Linked DNA regions of Hordeum vulgare: region 1 is linked to region 2. Evidence: chromatin contacts called from public Hi-C data. All regions are on one chromosome and are shown on one strand. Each heading gives the region's core, a stretch centred on a gene start, on an enhancer-like site or on the middle of the called end of the contact. The rest is flanking DNA. Distances are from core to core; before and after follow the strand shown. Region 1 holds the start of LOC123443581 (pto-interacting protein 1-like). Region 2 has its middle 33 kb from the start of LOC123443661.

What was found. A called contact is a pair of places that touch in the nucleus more often than the background predicts.
Region 1: a Hi-C map of seedling shows a contact between it and region 2, with 3 times the contacts expected there. The contact joins the promoter of LOC123443581 here to the enhancer-like site in region 2. A contact is called at or near these places in 2 of 6 Hi-C or Micro-C datasets (leaf and seedling).

What each region holds. Positions count from the first base shown.
Region 1 is chr3H:231,904,361-231,907,994 of MorexV3_pseudomolecules_assembly, reverse strand. LOC123443581 (pto-interacting protein 1-like) reads right to left here and starts at 2,271. Exons shown (of 8, transcript XM_045120007.1): 1 at 2,086-2,271; 2 at 1,479-1,569. The coding sequence starts at 1,563.
Region 2 is chr3H:231,831,914-231,835,648 of MorexV3_pseudomolecules_assembly, reverse strand. No RefSeq gene overlaps it. Among protein-coding and RNA genes, the nearest start is that of LOC123443661, 33 kb to the left of the region's middle. Within about 2 kb of position 1,833, at least 3 of the 3 cell types and tissues checked have open chromatin away from gene starts, as enhancers often do. A contact at or near this core is called in leaf and seedling, where this site is marked.

The DNA.
Region 1 (3,634 bases), core at 1,022-3,521, 72 kb before region 2:
AAATAATTGCTTTCAGTGGTAACAATTTGGTGCAGAAGATGCATATTTTAACAAAAAAGGTGCACATTTGAAAATTGTTGATGCACAATTGTTTAGATTTGCATCCAATAAAAAAAGGGGCAACCCGGTGCACATAGCTCGCAGGGTCTAACCACTTTGGGTCTTTTGCATGCAGCCTTTCTCTACATTTTTGCACGAGGTTGTTTCCAGGACTAAAACTCACAAGGCAACAACTTTAGCAAGCCACTGGAAGCAAGGGGCAACAGCTTTACTGAACAGCGGCCATCTATATGCTTGATCTTTGTAAGATTTCTCAACAGATATACTGGGAGTAAGAAGATTTTCCCATATGATGTATCAGCCTTATATGAAAACCCGTTTAGGAGAAACTAAAGCCATAAATTATACTCCCTCCGTTCCAAAATAAGCATTTCAACTTTAGTACAAATGTTGTACTAAAGTTGAGACAGTTGTTTTGGGATGAAGGGAGTATATAATTTTTTGGCTTGAATTTGGGATTTGGAGTTCTCCATTAGTATCTAGTTGGTGAAATAGGAACTTGAGTTCTCCATTAGTATTTGGAATTTCTGTTGAAGAATTTCGTCAGCGTACAGATGCAGTATTTGTTATGCTAAGGCCTTGAAGAAAATATTGTGCCCCCGTATAGAGGAAGAGAGATGAACACTATGTACAGAGAAGCACACGTCTTTCTTAAGGGAACGTGGCAAGACCCTATAGCACTAAGACAAGGAAACCACTCAGCCGATGCCACAACCGTTCAAATGTTCCACATGGTATCGGCTAAGGGTATCTCAAACGCGGATCACCAAAACGACCGCAAATGTCCGAATCAGGCTGTTCGGACACTTTTAGCCATCCAGTGCGGATGACCAAATGGGACCAGACCTGTCCGGATGTCCAAAATCTCACAGACATCGGGGAGCTCTGGGGGAGTCTGGACGTCTGCCACGTAGGACTCCGGCACGCTGTCCCATCCAAAAATCATCTCCGACCGCCCGGCTTAGAACCCGCTGTGCATTCATACCGATTGAAGGTAAATTTACAGGTACCAAGTCCAAAATTCAACACATTTTACAGCTAAAGCCTATCCTGAATCTGCTTCAACATGTCAGTTAGTGGATTTGTGTTGATAAATGTGATACATAATGTCAATATTTTCACAATTAACATGGTCAAAAGTGGAATTATTATTTTCTGGAGACAACAAAATAAACTAACTGGAAGCTGCTAATTGTATTTACTGTGCGAAAGAATTGTTTGCACATTTAGAGTTACATCATGCATCTGGCCATAGGATGATGAATAAGACAGTATTCCTCTCCATTGCTGAATTAACTCGACGCTTAACTATCAAATCTACAATCGAAGAACCAGATTGGATTCAAAGTGAGAATCAGTGCAAAGCAATCTTTGCGATCATAAGAAATATGTGATGAAGCAAAGAGAGAAGTAACAACCTGGGGCAGGGACCGGAACATAAGGATCATCGCGCTTCTTCTTCTTGCCAACATCACTGGCACCGCAGCATGAAAAGCACCCCATCGCTTCCTAAAATTCAACAAAAATGGATGTGCAAAATAGATTGCGTGAATCGGGCATTAGATCCTTCCAGCCAAGCAAAATATATTATTGCTTTCAGGACGGAGTTTCTTTCTTTCTTTACTCTTATCCGAGGGAAAAAAAAAAGAAAGAATAGAGAAATCACCATCAATCAATGGTGTAAATATGAACACTGGCGGCATTTGCGATGGGATGAATAATAATTATAATTATAATAACAAAGATGAATGATGAAACCCATAAACCGGGGACCCGTTCTTGGGGATTAGTATCTGTTTGCACCATTTCACGAACCGCGACGGTTATATCTCATTGTTTGTATTGGCCGGCCACATCATGGGTTGATCGCGCAAACAAAAATTGTCACATTCGAGAAAGGAAAAAAAAAAACAAATCTTGAATCAAAGGGCCGTGGTGCATGAGATAGTAAATAGGAAACAAAAGAATCCACCGGACCGGTACGAACACAGGAGCAAAAGAAGGAAGGAGCACAGAGGCGGGTACCTTTCCTTCCTCGTTTTCTTGATCTAATCGGAAGTCAGAAGCAACGCGAAGGGGGTGGAGAGGAGAGGAGACGGGACGAGGAACACGACGCGGTCTTCCTCGCCCTTCCCCTTCCCCCGTTGGTTGCTGCGTTGCCCCCCTCCTCTCTCTCTCTCTCTCTTCTTGCTTGTTGGTTTTTGTTTGATTTGTCCGGCCGTTTCCTTTTTATTACGCAATATATCCTCTCTCCTCTGACGGAGCCCCTTTCCACCACCACCAGCCAATTGGAAAACCCACCGCCCCCTGCTATTCTTGCCATCATCCATGTGCATGTTTATTTACATAACGCACATATGTTTTTTTTTTCTTTGATGGACACAGTATACATGATTTATACAGGCCCACTCGCTAGCTCGACCCCATCCGCATTATCAGACTGGTACGAGGGGTCACATCCATCGTATATTTTGATCGGATCAGGGATGGCGAGTCTCTTCTCATCCTCTTTCGAGAAATCGAATTTCGTTGGCGCCATCCACTTCCTCTACAACCCCTTGCTTTGAATGAGGTACCCTCCAAGGGCCTCGTATTGTCCTTCGTGCCTTGTCGGCATCATGACTCCGTATAATTGTATCATATAACAATCTTGATCTAATAGGATCCGAATCTCTAATAGCATACAGTAAAAATGATTAATACAATTGAGTACATTCAATATACTCGCAAGTTGCATAGAAATGATAACAAAATATCACATGCAATGCTATGCCAAAGTAATAGTTAAAGATTTATTTTTGTAAAACAAAATTTATATTGATCATATATACTCTTGAAATACTTCGTCGTCAACCATCATACAATATAAGTTTTTCTAGTCACAGAAACGTTTAAGCCTCACATAAAGCAGAGTTCTATTGGACAATTAATCTCTCATGCTACAATAGGAATAGGAATCTCCCTGACACTTAGTTTTTTACACAAGGTTTTTCATGGACGCTTAGTCTTGCTAACTATCACCAAGACAACATCGAGAATCACACAAAACATAAGGTTTCCTCTAAGAATCACAAGGACAACATAGGGTCCTCTAGGAATTATCTTATATGTCGTGGTTATCTCTATAGTCGCAAAGAAAACATAGGGTTTCTATAGGTCACAAAGAAGGAATCACATAGAGACACATGATCATGTGTGGATCACACAAAAGGGATTCTCTCAATAAGCCACATAAAAACATGGAGTCAACTATCTACATACAAGTGGAATGAAGACCTAGGTTTACCCATGAGTCACTTAGAAACACGAGCTTTACTACACTACCCACGAGTCACAGAAAAACATAGGCTCAAAACCCCACTTGTGAGTCACCCAAGAACACACAAGGTTGGTAATTTTGAAAACAAAGTGTTAGGGCATGTCTCTCACTAAGTGGTTTTCATGTTGATGACAATGAGTTTTGTGGACTTACAGTGTGCACTAAGCATTTCAGATATTCTTATATATGGCACAAGACGGTTTTATTCCACTCAGATACAAAAAGAGCAAAGACGGTTTTCCGACGTTTCTTTTC
Region 2 (3,735 bases), core at 584-3,083:
AGTCTCCAATTAAGTTGTGGAGATTGCCCCGAGCATTTGAGGTCACCTAGAAGACATATGCCATTGTGGTGAAGCTTATGGTGTCATTACGAGCCTCCAATTAAGTTGTGCATATTGCCCCAACCTTGTTTGTACGGGTTCAGTGACCACCCTCAAGGGTCCCTTAGTGGAATCACGGCATTTTGCATTGTGCGAGGGCGTGAGGAGCTTACGATGGCCTTAGTAGCATCTTGGGAGCATTGTGCCTCCATACCGCTCCAAATATAGATTAGCATCCACAAGGGTGTGAACTTCGGGATACATCATCGTCTCTACGCGTCTCGGTTATCTCTTACCCGAGCCCTTTACTTATGCACTTTACTTTTTGATAGCCATATTGTTTCTTGTTATATATCTTGCTATCACTTAGTTGTTTATCTTGCTTAACATAAGTTGTTGGTGCACATAGGTGAGCCTTGTTGTTTCAGGTTTTGTTCTTGATAAATTAAACGTTAGTTTTATTCTGCATTTGTTCAAGCCTAAACCGTAATTATTTTAAAGCGCCTATTCACCCGTCCTCTAGGTGACACCCACATCCTTTAAACTGCTACATTTTCAGCTCATCCACTATCGCATCACGATCTGGTTCTCTTCCTTCTCCAAAGAAATCACCTTGCACATCAACACAAAAAACAACACAAACGGCAAGATTATGACCAAGAGTATGCATTTTCATCTTATGCTTCCAACTAGCAAAGTTAGTACTATCGAAACATGGACCTCTACGGTGGTAATTTCCCTCACTAGACACCATACTCTCCTAGGTTATGAAACCAATGCAATGGATACCGAAGCTATGATACCACTTGTGGGATAGAAAGTATGTCTAGAGAGGGAAGGGGTGATTAGATTACTTGACAAGATAAAAACTTAGCTTTTTCCCAATTTTAGTTGTGGGCTAGTTCTGACAACTATGACTAGTCAAGTTCACCCTACACATGCACATCTAAGAGTATAGCAACGGAAAGTAAAGACATGCAAATGTAATGTAGAGGGTAAGGTAGGAAGATCAAACACAAAGATTGACACGGTGATTTTTGGCATGGTTCCGATAGGTGGTGCTATCGTATGTCAATGTTAGTGGAGACTTCAACCCACGAAGGGTAACAGATGCGAGAGTCCACGGAGGGCTCCGCCCATAAGGGGTCCACGAAGAAGCGGCCTTGTCTATTCCATCACGACTTCCGTCCACACAGGACTAGCCTCACTCATGACAGATCATCATGAAGTAGGCGATCTCCTTGCCCTTACATACTTCTTGGTTCAACTCCACAACATGAAGTAGGAGGCTCCGAAGCGACACCTAACCAATCAAGAAGGCACCACCCTCGAAAAGTTAATGAATATGGTAGAACGATGAACTCCTTGCTCTTGTGCTTCAAAAGATAGTCTACTCACCCTTGGCCGCACCCCGCAACACGCCTTCGCTCTTCACCCTACACCGCGCCAGCCACTGCTGGCGGCCACTCCGGCCCCGGCATCCACCACTCCGGCCCGGCTCCCCCGCGCCATGGCCTCCCCGTCCGCTTCTAGTGGGGGCCGTCCCCGCGAGCTACGCTAGCTCGACGAGAGCCCGCCGCCGTCGGATAGTCCACCCAGATCCTACCACGAAGCCCTGTGCCACGAGTCTAGGGACTCCCCTGCACTGACGATGGTTGTCGCTACCAGGAGGATTCCCCGCTTCGAGATCCATCGTGTGCCTCCAACGAAGGACCTTGCGCTGGACCGCAACGAGGCCCCCTCAGAGGTCCCCCGGGGCCGCTTTGAGCGACAACGCCGGTCTCCCCACCCGCGCCGTTAGAGAGCCACTCGGCACACCAAGCAGCACCTCCACACCACCCCCGCCTCGCCCTCGTGCTAGTCCCAGCGATAGTGTTTGTTTCAAGTGCCTGTACCCGGGGCACCCGCGTTCGGAGTGTCGCCGTGACTGGCGTTGTCGCCGGTACGGCTACTATGGCCACATCACCCGGGCCTGCACCCAGCCCCGCCCCCGCCCGGCTGCTGTTGCTCCTCTGGCTAAGTGCCTGCACCCGTGTTCGCCGGAGTCCTCGACCTGTAGTGTAGCGCGGCCATGCCACCCCGCCTCTCTTGGGTCGGCTTCCGGCTCCGGCGTTGTCGCCGAGCCCTCCGGCCCCAGCGCGCCTACGGTTGCCCGCGTGCCGCCTGCTGGCCTCCCAACCGGCCCTGCCTTCTTCGGCGCACCGCCCTCTGCCTCCCTTGGCCCCGAGCCGCTCTCAGGCCACCTAGCGCCCTGCCTGGCTGAAGCAGTTTGCTACCTCCCGTACATGGGGGAGATGTGTGACGTCGAGCTTGCCCTGCGGCGTGCGCTCGAGGTCACCGTTCTGGGCAACCGCACCCGCGTCACTGAAGCCGATGTGGCAGAGGCCATTGCGTCGCGCCACAGCCTGGATGCACGTGACTTCTCCGTGCATCTCTGCCCTAAGGACTTCCTGGTTCGTTTACACTACGAGTCGATTCACTCCCGTGTGGCCGCGGAGAACCTGCACACGCCCAGGTTCAGGCTCCGCTTCAGCCCTCGAGAAACCTCGCCGGTGCAGAACTCGTCATAGCGCGCATAAGAGTCTTCATCAAGATCGCTGGGATGCCTAACCATGCGTGGCACCGTTCTTCTGCCGAGACCCTTCTCGCTCCCTTCTGCAGGATCGAGGCGGTGGCGCTGGAGACGGCTAGAGGAAGGGACTTGTCCGTCTTTCTCCTCACGGCATGGACGACTAACCCCAATATTATCCCACACTCTTCCGAGCTACTGCTCCACGTCGACGACGGGGTGTCGCTGGATGTGTCCACCCGCTTCGCCCTCTCCTTGGCACGGTTTCTAGTCCCATCCACGTCGCCCAGGAGGAAGACTACCGCTTCCCACCATTGTCGCTTCCGCCGGCCAGGCCAGGCTCTGGTGATGGGGATGGGAATGCTTACGGAGGCGACGCCAACGCCTTCCCCCCCCCCCCCCCCCCCCCCGCTCCCGCCAAAGTGGCCTCGGTGCCACGAGTTTCCACCGCGTTCCGGTTTCGGCAGCGCCGCCGGAGCCGCCCATGGTGGCCGCCAGGGTCATGGTCGTCGTCATACCCTCTGGTGATGGGGATGGGAATGCTTACGGAGGCAACGGCAACGCCTTCCCCCCCCCCCCCCCCCTCCCGCCAAAGTGGCCTCGGTGCCACGAGTTTCCACCGCGTTCCGGTTTCGGCAGCGCCGCCGGAGCCGCCCATGGTGGCCGGCAGGGTCATGGTCGTCGTCATACCCTCTGGTGATGGGGATGGGAATGCTTACGGAGGCAACGCCAAACGCCTCCCCCCCCCCCCCCCCTCCCGCCAAAGTGGCCTCGGTGCCACGAGTTTCCACCGCGTTCCGGTTTCGGCAGCGCCGCCGGAGCCGCCCATGGTGGCCGCCAGGGTCATGGTCGTCGTCATACCCTCTTTCGCGGGTACCAAGGCGTGCTGGGCCCTTACCCGACTGCCCCACGTCACTCCGTCAGACGTCCCCCCAGCAGCGCCTATCCCACCAGCCGCTTTCGGACAAAGCGACCCTGCCAACACCACCTGCCATCCAGTCCGAGCCGTGCACTGGTTTTGAAATTCGCAATGCTGCAGGACCATTTGTACGGCCGGACGTCCCCGCCATGGTGGAGGATCCCCAAGCACACACGACTCTCGGTGCCAGGGCCACTCCTGCGGGCGT